3 separate regions of the Ovis aries genome follow, and regions 1 and 3 are each linked to region 2. The links are chromatin contacts, called in public Hi-C maps. All regions are on one chromosome and are shown on one strand. Each heading gives the region's core, a stretch centred on a gene start, on an enhancer-like site or on the middle of the called end of the contact. The rest is flanking DNA. Distances are from core to core; before and after follow the strand shown.

Evidence for each region. Hi-C and Micro-C count contacts between places; a contact is called where the count stands out from the background.
Region 1: a contact with region 2 is called in a Hi-C map of liver, with 6 times the contacts expected there. The contact joins the enhancer-like site here to the promoter of DUSP23 in region 2. A contact is called at or near these places in 9 of 16 Hi-C or Micro-C datasets (blood, hypothalamus, liver and 4 more).
Region 3: a Hi-C map of skin fibroblasts shows a contact between it and region 2, with 2.4 times the contacts expected there. The contact joins the promoter of IGSF9 here to the promoter of DUSP23 in region 2. A contact is called at or near these places in 2 of 16 Hi-C or Micro-C datasets (skin fibroblasts and tail adipose tissue).

The regions. Positions count from the first base shown.
Region 1 is chr1:111,033,388-111,036,936 of ARS-UI_Ramb_v3.0, reverse strand. No RefSeq gene overlaps it. Among named protein-coding and RNA genes, the nearest start is that of PIGM, 27 kb to the left of the region's middle. Within about 2 kb of position 1,551, at least 3 of the 54 cell types and tissues checked have an H3K27ac peak or open chromatin away from gene starts, as enhancers often do. A contact at or near this core is called in liver, where this site is marked.
Region 2 is chr1:110,792,960-110,796,487 of ARS-UI_Ramb_v3.0, reverse strand. It overlaps DUSP23 (dual specificity phosphatase 23), which reads right to left and starts at 1,721. Exons shown (of 3, transcript XM_027976885.3): 1 at 1,687-1,721; 2 at 1,324-1,592; 3 at 1-718. The coding sequence starts at 1,590. The coding sequence ends at 533.
Region 3 is chr1:110,964,391-110,967,912 of ARS-UI_Ramb_v3.0, reverse strand. It overlaps IGSF9 (immunoglobulin superfamily member 9), which reads left to right and starts at 1,334. Exons shown (of 21, transcript XM_042256302.2): 1 at 1,334-1,825; 2 at 3,306-3,522. The coding sequence starts at 3,498.

The DNA.
Region 1 (3,549 bases), core at 302-2,801, 240 kb before region 2:
ATTAGTTGAAAGAATAATTTAAAAAGTGTTCTGGATCTAACTTCACATGTAAAGTAAATTTCGTTATATCTTTCTATGTAAACCCACCTTACACTAACACTTAACTTCTGTTTCTCAGAATTCTTAAGGTTTCAAATAGTTATTTTTAAGGAAATGTGATTTTATAATGATAGAATCCCATTGCAACACCACATGCTCCATAGTACAGATTCAGAGAAACCTCAACAATTCAAGGACTGGTTTGATTAGACGCGTGATGTGCTGGCTACTTTGAAGGTTGCCGTGGTGTTCAGGGAGAAGCGAAGAGGCCACCAGGATCACTGTCACTGTCCCCTTAAAAGAAAACTCCCTAGGCTCCCCTGAGGTCCACTGGGGCTGCTGCAGGTGCCGATGCTGACCAAGGGCACAGGCGTGGGCACCTCAGGGGATAGGCCAGTTTGTGCACCTGTGCAGTGGGGGCTTCAGTTCTGCAGGGCATGATTTGCCCATGAGGCATGGGAATCACGTGTCTAGGGGCCACGATATTGAGTGGGAGGGGCTCATGAAGACTATTTAAATTTAATTTCTTTTGAAATCAAAATAAATGTAATTATAAAAATGAATAATGAATCCATTGTATATTATATTTGTTTTTATACTGACAATCTTGAAATATAATTTTTTAAAAAATTATTTTTAACTGAGCAAGAGGCTGACAAAGACCAAAATGCCTATGGCCCATGAAAGTCATAATGTATCCCTGAGTTATATTCCAAGAGTCCTAATTTTACTGTCAGGGGAGACGGAGATGAGGGGAAAAGTTGGAAGAAGAGGATTCCTGTCCAGAAGGCAGACACTGGTCTGGGACCCGAGGTGGACGTTGGGTGAAGTCGTGGTCCATTTGGGCTCGGGCGAACTGTAAAGGAGGTGGAGTGGGCATCTAAACTGGCCTGGCCACACAAAGACCTTGACCTCATAGCCACTAGCTTCTAGCCTCTGAGCTGCCTCCCAAATCTTCATAAGGGGATCATTTACTCCCCTTGCTGTGGTCTCCAAAACAGCTTGTGATCGGTGCAACATCACAGATCTGGACTGGTGGACTCGGGGTGGGGATCTGGGTGTTTCCTCTCATAAAGATTGGGGGTTGGGGGCGAGGGGCATTTCAGGAAAACCAGTTGCTTGAACCAACTTTTCCCTCCTTGGGCAGTAACCTTTGGAGCAGTTCTGAGATTTCCAGGCAGTTGTCTCTACCTGGAACTCTAGGATACAAGGATCACCCCCTGGGTGAATTGCAGGCCTTGATGGTTAATGTAGAGAACCTTTTGCTGTGGGCGAGAGAGGAAGGTTGTTTTCAGCTTTCTCTCCCCAGACAGTGACACTGTGGTCTGACACCCTACACCCTATGGCCTGACCTTCTGGGGGTGGCCCCGGTATCCTCTGGGCTGGCAATCCAGAGCTGGGATCTTCAAGGGCTTTCCCCCAGGAAGGGTGGGGAGTTGGGGGTGGGGAGGGGGATGGAGGCGGTTGCTGGGTTCCTCGGTGGGGCGTGCAGTGGAGATTCTGTCCACCAGGTGGCGCTGGGCCAGCTCCAGCAGCCCCTCCCATCCGAGGAAACACAGCCTGATGGTGTGTGGGAAACGGCGTCCATCCATCATGTCAGGGTCCCAGGATTAAGTGGTGGTTATTCGACCACTGGGGTCACCAAGGCAGCGCTTACCCTCTGGCCTCTCCTTGATCCCTTCATTGGGCTGGCTCTGGTGGGACGTAAGGGGAGGAGTTACTACCGCTTTCATTTCTATGTTCATTTATGGTTTCATCTTTCAGCCTTTATGGAGCCAGGACTGGGTACAGATGAGTAATATGTGGTCCCTGCCTTTAAGACGCTCAAAGGTAGGGGAGAAAGCAAACAGACCATTGGCGCACAGTGACAAATGCTGGGCTAGACGTCTGCCCAGAGGACTGGCGGGAGCTGTGAGGCACGTGCCGGACAGAGCAGGGCAGGCCTTGCCGGGAAGGTGAGTCTCGAAGGGTGAGAGGGGCCAGCCAGGTGAGAAGGCAGGGAAGGACATGTGAGGCCCTGTGCCATGGAACACAGTGCTGGGGCCGGCCAGCTCCAGGTAAGGCCAGGCTTAGGGTCCCAGGTGGGGACTGAGAATCCCCATCTCTCGTGGAGAGAGGCAGGGCTGCAGGTTGGTATGCCTGAGAGCCAGGATTCCCCTGCCAGCAGGAGGGAAATTATTGCAAGATTTCCTCAAGGGAGAGACACAGTCAGATTTGAATTATACAAAGATTGACTCTGGGAGAGGTGAGGAGATGGGAGCTGGAGGCAGGGGAGCCTGTTAGAAGGTGATTTGCTAAGTTAAGCCACCGCTCAGTCACCTCAGAGCCCTCTTGCACACACTCACCCTTGTTTTGCTTTTCTGATGCCCATCATCTTTAGTCTGGTTCACAAGCGCTGGGGCCCTAAGTGTCAGTCGCTCAGTTGTATCTGACTCTTTGCAATCCCATGGACTGTAGCCCACCAGGCTCCTCTGTCTGTGGAATTGCCCAGGCAAGAATATTGGAGTAGGTTGCCATTCCCTTCTCCAGGGGATCTTCCTGGCCCAGGGGTCAAACCCAGGTCTCCTGCATAGCAGGCAGATGCTTCACCATCTGAAGCACCAGAGATCCTCAAATTGTTTCCATTTCTCCACCAATGAAACACAAATAGCTGACCTCCCAGGTGAGGCTGGGCGGGTGAGAGGGTTGGTGGGACTGGTGGTCAGGGAGCCATTCACAGTGCAGCCCCCTCTGCAGTCCTGGTGCCCATGGTCTAAGCCACTGAGGAAGGGAGGGGCAGGGACCTGGGAGGCGCAGCGTCAGCCTGATTTGGGGAAGAGCAGAAGAGAACAGCAGACCCTAAAGTGATCAGAATCAGGCGTACATGCTCCCAGGAAGGGCAAGGACACTTTTGCCACGGAGGCTGCAGAGACTCAGAGGCCGGGGTGTATGACCAGGGAGGGTCGAGCAGCCAGCCACCCCCTTGCCCTAGTCCTTTGTTCTGTGTGGCATGTGATCTGGTTTAATTACCTGAATTGCCACCCAGAGCCTGCTTTTCCCTTTTCCCAACAAGATCTGGCCCCCGGTGTCTGTTTCATTGGCCCCCAGGAAGGCCCCAGAGGATGGTAGTGAATGTCAGTCCTGGGTCGTAGTTCTCCCTATCCCAGACTCACAGGGAGGTAGGTGGGGGGGGGGGGGGGGGGGTTGGTGGTGGTGGTGGTGGGGTGTCTTGCATAAGCAGGCCTGAGAGCTCAGGCCCCAGAGCAGTTGACTGAGGGGAGGAAGGGATTGAAAGGTTGTTGCTGAACCATGAAAGACGCTGGGATTCTTGGTCTCTGGAGAAGAATTCAATCCAGTGCCAGAGATGAGGCTTGATCACTCAGAGCTTCAGTGCAAAAAAGTCTTATTAAGTATAAAAGAGATAGAGAAAGCTTCTGACATAGACATCAGAAGGGGGCAGAAAGCGTGTCCAGACATCAGAAGGGGGCAGAAAGAGTGCCCCCCTACTAGTCTTTAGCTGGATGTTATATA
Region 2 (3,528 bases), core at 472-2,971:
CTGCTTTTCCTTTGTGCTGTGCTGTGCTTACTCACTCAGTTGTGTCTGACTCTTCGCGACCCCATGGACTGTAGCGCCCCCAGGCTCTTCTGTCCATGGCGATTCTCCAGGCAAGAATACAGGAGTAGGTTGCCACGCCCTCCGGAGAGGATCTTCCCAAACCAGGTATTGAACCCAGGTCTCCCACATTGCAGGCAGATTCTTTACCAGCTGAGCTACCGGGGAGCTTTTTGTTTATTACAGGGCTACTGAGAAGCTCAAAAATTTGATGTGTGGGAGCACTCTGTAAAGTGCTATGCAATGCGAGCTGTTCTTTAAGTCATTTATTCAAGGCAGCAGCAGAGGGACCCCCACATCAGTGCAGCTCCAGCCACTCCTCCTACCAGGACCTGCCTGCAGGGAAGGGCTCCTTCAGTCTCTTAGGCCAGCTGGGTACTGGAGAGCTTGGCACTCAGTCCACTTCCGCGTCTCTGGCCCCAGCTAACGCACAGATCAGGGCCGCGGGGGCCTGGCAGAAGGGTACGGAGGCCCCTTATTTCGTTCGCTGGTAGAACTGGAAGACCGCCTTCTCTTGCTCATAGGTCTCGATGGAGCCGGGTCGAAGGCGCCGGATCTCAGCGATGGCGTCTCCCGCAGCCAGGCCCCGCTCCTTCACCAGGTAACAGGCCAGCATGGTGCCAGTGCGGCCAAAGCCCAGGGCACAGTGCACTGCCACCGCCTGCGAAGGGGGAGCTGGGTGGGGTGGAGCTCGACACCCTCCCAACACTCTCCAGCCCCTCATTTGTGAAATACAACCAAGTTTTAAAGATGTAGGGCACTGAAGAGTGAAAATATCTGGTTAAGAATTTATTTTATATTGCTTATATGTTGAAAGACTATTTTGGACTTACTGGGTTAAATTATACTATCAAGACGAATTTCTCCTGCTGCTTGTTTACCTTTTTAAAAGAGGCTCCATTACATTTGGACAGAACCTTGCTCTGGAGTCTGCTCAATAGCTCTTGACTTCAACCCCCATCTCTCCCTTTCTTTCCAGAGAAAGTCTGTCCACCCTTTCTCCTTCTCAACTCACGTTAGCAGGTTCTTTGTTGCCTCTCCTCAAACCCAATTCTCCCGCTGGGCCCTCTTTTTACTCCTCCCTCTTCCCGCTTCGGCTTTCTGTACTGGTGTAATGGTTACAATAGTCTTCTGGCCTCACCATTCCTTCAGTCTTTCTCCTGGAACCCAGTTAAATTAATCCTGGCCTTGACGTCCGCAACTCCGAGTGTCCCCGCTGACTCCTCCCAAAGTCCCTCCCTCCCCGCGCTGACTCCGCCCGCTGACCTCTCCCCTGGCGTTGGCCTCCTGGACAATCTTCACAAAGCGGTCGATTTGCTCCGGGCCCGGCGGGCAGAAGTCTGGGATGCGCAGTCGGTGCAGGGTGAGGCCGGGGCAGCTGTCGCTGTGCGGGGGCCCGCGCTCCGTCAGTGACACCAGATGCCGTACACCTTGATCCAGCAGGAACTGGTAGTGGGCGGGGAGCCGGGGCAGCGCCAGCCCCGCCAGCCGGCTGGGCAGCACCCACGAGAAGTTGGGCGGCTGCACGCCCATGGCTGAAAGAGGGCGCAGGACAGCGAGTCACCGGGGGTGAGGCCGGTCGGTTCCCCTCGGCCCACCCGCCTTCAGGCCGGGTAACCCTCCACCTACCAGGCAGTGGCGCCTCCTGGGACCACGTGGTCTCTGGGACAGATCCTGGGCGACGTCCTACACCGCCGCGGGGGATTGGCCAAGCCGCCTAGGGGGCGGGGCTAGAATGCCGAACTCCTGGCTCTGAGGGACCGCGAGGAGCTCTCTGGCCCCAAGCAGGACACTCGTTGATTGGTTGGGTTGTCAGTAATGGGCGGGATTACTGCAGCGGTGCGCACGGAGATTGGTGGGCCGCAGAAACAGCTAAGAAGGAAAACCTAGAAGGAATTCAGAATTGTTTTCTGTGGATGAAGCAACCCCGGGTCGAGCTCTGCTGCTCCCTGGCGGTCGGTGGGAGTTATTGCACCACCTGCTATCTGCCCCTACTGCCCAAGAGCCTGGTCCTGTCATAACTTTCGTCGCAGTGGATGCCCAGGAGTTTAAGAGATGGTAAATCTACATCATCCTTAAGGGAGGAATATTCTCTACACTGACTCTGACAAGTCATTATCAGTGACTTTTAGAACTTGTCCAGTAAGGGAGAATCACTGTTGTACAGGGGACTCTTCTCATTTTTCCGCTGCTGGAAAATTAAAAACATACAACCGTGTTGCCGCCATCTGGTGCCCTGAAATCTTACCCGGGGTAGTAATTATATAGCAACAACAACAACAAAGACAACAACTTAAAAGGATTAACAAATTGACCATTTACTATGTGTCAGGTATTATCCTAAGTGCTTTACATGTATTAACTGATATAATTGCCACAATAATCTTATGAGGTAGGTAATCTAATTAACTCTGTTTTACAGATGAGAACACTAAAGCTCTGGAGAGGTTCAGGAACTTGACCAAGAGATAACTGGTGGCAGGGGATTTGAAGCCTAGCACTCTGGCTCCGGAATCTTTAACAAAACAGTATTGTATTCTAAAGTTAAACAGAAGGTTACTGCCTCTTTACATAACCATCCTCATGCCCCTCAGTGGGTTAAATAGTTGCACGATTTCTTTATTTTAATTAATTAATTAATTTATTTTAAACAGTTGCAGGATTTCTTAATTTCTCTTCATGTTTCCTAAGTCCCAGGTTCTGTGAGTCACCCTTCCCTGGAGAGGCTAGAGTTTCTGTGTGTCATTCATAGAAGGTGGGGAAGTAGATTTGAACACAGTGTCTTAATTGTGATCTGAATGTTTCATATCCTCATTTGAACAATGTGCTTCTAGTAATCAGACTAATTGTAATTATGAAAATAGTTAACCGTTATTGAATTTGCCTATGTACCAGGCCCCATGCCAGGTGCTTTCTGGAAGAGCCGCACGGGGAAGGTATTTTTATATCCCTTCTGCACATGAGGCTTAAAGAAGTTGGTTAACTTAGCTAAGCACACACAGCTAGTAAGTAGCTGGGCTGGTTGAGCCAAGGTCTGTCTCATTCCAAGCCCAGGAAACCATGAAGACATATGCCCCCTCCTGTCCCTACCTACCCCTCACCCACACACTTGGTTCCAGCAAAATGAAAAGAAATTTTTCTTCTTCCAAAGATCAAAGCCTGCTCTGACCCTGTGGAAAGCACACTTAACCATTTATCCTGGCAACTGAAGCATTGCTTCCACCTACTCTCCTCAGGTTCCAGGAGCGTCCAGATCTACCCTTTCCCTTTCTTCTGAACAATCACAGCCCTGATTAAGTCCTTCCTATCTGCACTCCCATTTCCTGCACAACTCAACACAGCTCTTTCTAGCCCATCCCAGTGTGTTCCTACTATGCCTCTTGGCCACCAGTTACCCCTTCTCCCCTGCCAGCAGCTTCAGTCAGCCCCTAGCTCAGCATTTCTGATTGCACTCCCTCAGTGACAAGAGGC
Region 3 (3,522 bases), core at 85-2,584, 170 kb before region 2:
TATGATTGACTTGTTTGATCTCTTTGCAGTCCAAGGGACTCTCAAGAGTCTTCTCCAATTCTGCAGTTAGAAAGCATCAATTCTTTGGCGCTCAACCTTCTTTATGGTCCCACTCTCACATCCATAGATGACTACTGGAAAAACCCTAACTTTGACTATCCAGACCTTTGTCGGCAAAGTGATGTCTCAGCTTTTACCCTATCTAGGTTGGTGATAGCTTTTCTTCCAAGGAGCAAGCATCTTTAAATTTCAGATTTGTGGTAGGGAAGGAGTCATGACCCTGCATCCCCAAGACAGCACCAAGTTGAGGAAGCAGAGAAGGCTGCAGGGCTGACATGCAAGATGTATTTCTGCCTGAGTTTGAAGTCCCCAAGGTGGGTGGGTTTGACGGAGTCTAGGCTGGGATTCACTCCAGCTCTGCCCTGTGTTCTTGGGGAGGTTACTTCACCCTGTACTACCTCAGTTTTCTTATCTGTCACACGGAGCTTTACATACTTCACAGAGTTTCCGTACAGGTCACATAGGAGTCCTGAAGCATGTAGTCCAGGGTCTGGCTCCCTGCAGGGGCTCAATAAGTGATCGTTTATTTCAGTCCTCCTCTCCCAATCTCCCGTGCCAGGATGTCTCTCTCTAGTTTCTTCCCTCTGGACTCGTTTCTCTGGGTGGTTGGTGCTGGGAGCTGACTTGGCAACCTCAGGCTGGGAACGCTGCCTTCCCCTCTGCACACAGTGGGAGGCGCCTGGGCAAGATTTGGGAGCTCGCCAGTGCAGACAGGTATTTCCAGTCCGGCCAGAGAAGAATAAGTGGAGGTGGAGGTGGCGATGGGGATGGGGGAGGAGATCAGAGGGGCGGGGTGGATCCTCTGGGAGGAGGGCGGGGAGTCCTGCTCCCTGCCTGGTGCTTCTGCCCGCCAGGTTCGAGTTTCAACCCTAGCTGCCGCATCTGCGGTTAAGCCCGTTAGGCGAAGGGAGGACGTCTAAGGTGGCTTACCCAGGAAGGAAGGAGTGCAAGGAACCAGCTACGGGTCGGCTCCTGCGACCCCGGGAGCCCGGGCCTTGACCCGCTTAGCCGCGCAAGCTTGCAGCGGGAAGCGGCCGACCGATCGGTCTTTCCACGCTTCGTTGTATCGAGCTCCACCAGGGGGCGACCCGGGCCCACGTGCCACGGAGCCCTGCTCTCCCGAAACTACAATTCCCAGGCCGCTCGGGGGTCGCGCCCGCCTCGCCTCGCCTTCTGCTAGCTCCAATTGGCCGCCGCGGGAGGGGGATTGGCGGTCTCCAGGGCGACGGGAGGCGCTCGGGGCATCCGAGGCGGGGAGGCGGGCCCGCCCCCTATTGTGTAGCTGGAAGAGTGAGGCCGAGCGGTGCGGAGCAGGTGAGGGCGGGGGTGTTCTGGGGGCAGTGGAATGGGGGTGCCAGCGAGGGGATGAACAGTGCGGGAGTTATGGGGGACAGGAGAAAGCGGGGGAATTGTGGAATTCTTTGGGGGAGCAGAACTAGGGGAGTTCTGGGGAGTGAAGTGGAATTCTTGGTGGGTGGATGGTGACTCCGGAGAATTGGGGGAGTTCGGAAGTAGTGTGTGTGTGTGTGTGTGTGGAGGTGGGGAGGGGGGTTCGTTCTTGGTGGGTTCCAGACGCAAGGAGGAGTTCCAGGGGTCCGGAGACGGCAAGGGAGAAGAGAATTGAGGGCGGGGTATCAGAAGTGTATTGTGGGCTGAGGCAGGAGCATTCCACGGAGGAGAGGATGGGAGAAGTGGGCGGGTGGCGATTCTGGGGGAGACCGGGAGTTCCTCGAAGCACCGAGGATCTGGTGCAATTGGAGATCAGGTGCGAAGAGTGGGAATTGTGGGGGGTGGGGAAGGTTGAGAGAAGTGGGGATAACTGGGATGGGAGAATGAGAGGGTGCTGGGTGGGGAGAGCAGGCGAAGCCTAGTGGCGGCAGAAGAGTTGGAAAGCTCTTAGGAAAAACAGAGGGATTCTGGGCAAACCTGGGTTTACTAGGGTTTTCGGAACACTGAGCCAGGAGGGAACTGGGAGTTCTTATGCATTTAGAAGAAGATATGTCTGTGACGTATGGGAGAACTTGGGGCAGTGGGAAGCCGGGGGCTGCTTGCTGGTGACTTATCAGGAGTTAGATGTGCAGGGCCCCTCAGTAGAGGCAGGGATCAGGCTGGGGGACATGGGGGAGGTTTTACAGCCTGTCTTGACCTGTGAGGCCAGGAGCGGGGTGGAGGCCTATAGAGCAGAGTCCACTTGGGTCTGCCAGGTCCAAGGCAGCACCACCCCACTGTGACTTCCCTAGATGCTTAGGCCCTGGGGCTGTCAGGACCTCCTCCCCTCCAGCCACCAGGGCTCACTCTGTACACCCTAGGGACTCGGGCTTTTTAGCTTCATATGGGCCATGCCTCTGGGGTTGGGGAAGCGAGAGCCTGGCAAACCTTGGGCCCCGAGGATGCTGGAGGGAGAGAAAAATGGGAGGAACTTGGGTCATGGTGTCTGGCAAGACGGAGGGCTGCCTTGGCAGCATCAGGAAGAGGAAGTGGCACCAGCCGCCAGCTCACAAGCCCTGGGACGTGCCCAGACCTGGAGAATGCTGCCTGGGCACCCCCAAACCAGCAGATGGAATGGGAGCTCCTCTCCCAAGTGTCTGACGCATTCATGGCTAAAGCAGTATTGGGAGGTTGAGTGGAGAAAGAGGTACAAGATTCCCAGCTCGTAGGGTTCACAGAGGCTGCAGAAATGAGGCAAGGATCTGTGCGGGGAACTTTCTAGGGGTTTTCATCCCAACTTTGCCTTTGACTGACTGTGTACACCTAAGCAGGTTTCTCTGAGATCCTCACTGTCCTTATATGTCACTGTGGGGTGGAGATGATAATACTGGTTCTATCTTGCTCTTTGCTACCTTGTTAATTAGCATCAGGACTAAGGACAGAGGACAGAGAGAAGGCTGGACCATGGGGGCTCTGTATCTCCCATACTTAACTGACCAGTCCTTTTCCAAGTATAGAGGAACCCCAGTTCCCTCGTGGCACAAATTTCCAAGAGCTTGAGTAAAGAGGGTATCCCCAGAATTCCTCAGCTTTTCCTATGATCTTTCCAGCCCTCTGCTTCCCACATGTCCTTACCTGTCTGGTCTCCGCACCCCAGCGCTCCCTCGCCCTTCCGCCACTTATCTGCGCTCCTCTTCCCTTTCTCTACCTTTGCTCACCTCCGGCTTTTCTCTAACTCCAACTCCGGGAGGAGGGAGGGGTTCCTCTGGTTTCCAACACTGGCCCACTTTGCATGTTGCCTTGCATTTTGCATCTAGATCTGGTGGTGCTCCAGAGAACGGCTTTCTCAGGTGTGACGTGAGCCAAGCCCTAATTGTCCAGAAGAGTGAGCGCTGATCCCTGTGACCTGATCAGAAGGACTGAGGGGCTTGCTGGGCTCTGCAAGTCCCCGGGCCCCTCCATCTGGGCCCCTGTGGAGAGGAGGGGCCGGGCAAGCAGGCAGCTGGGCTATGGTTTGGTGCCTCAGTCTGGCTA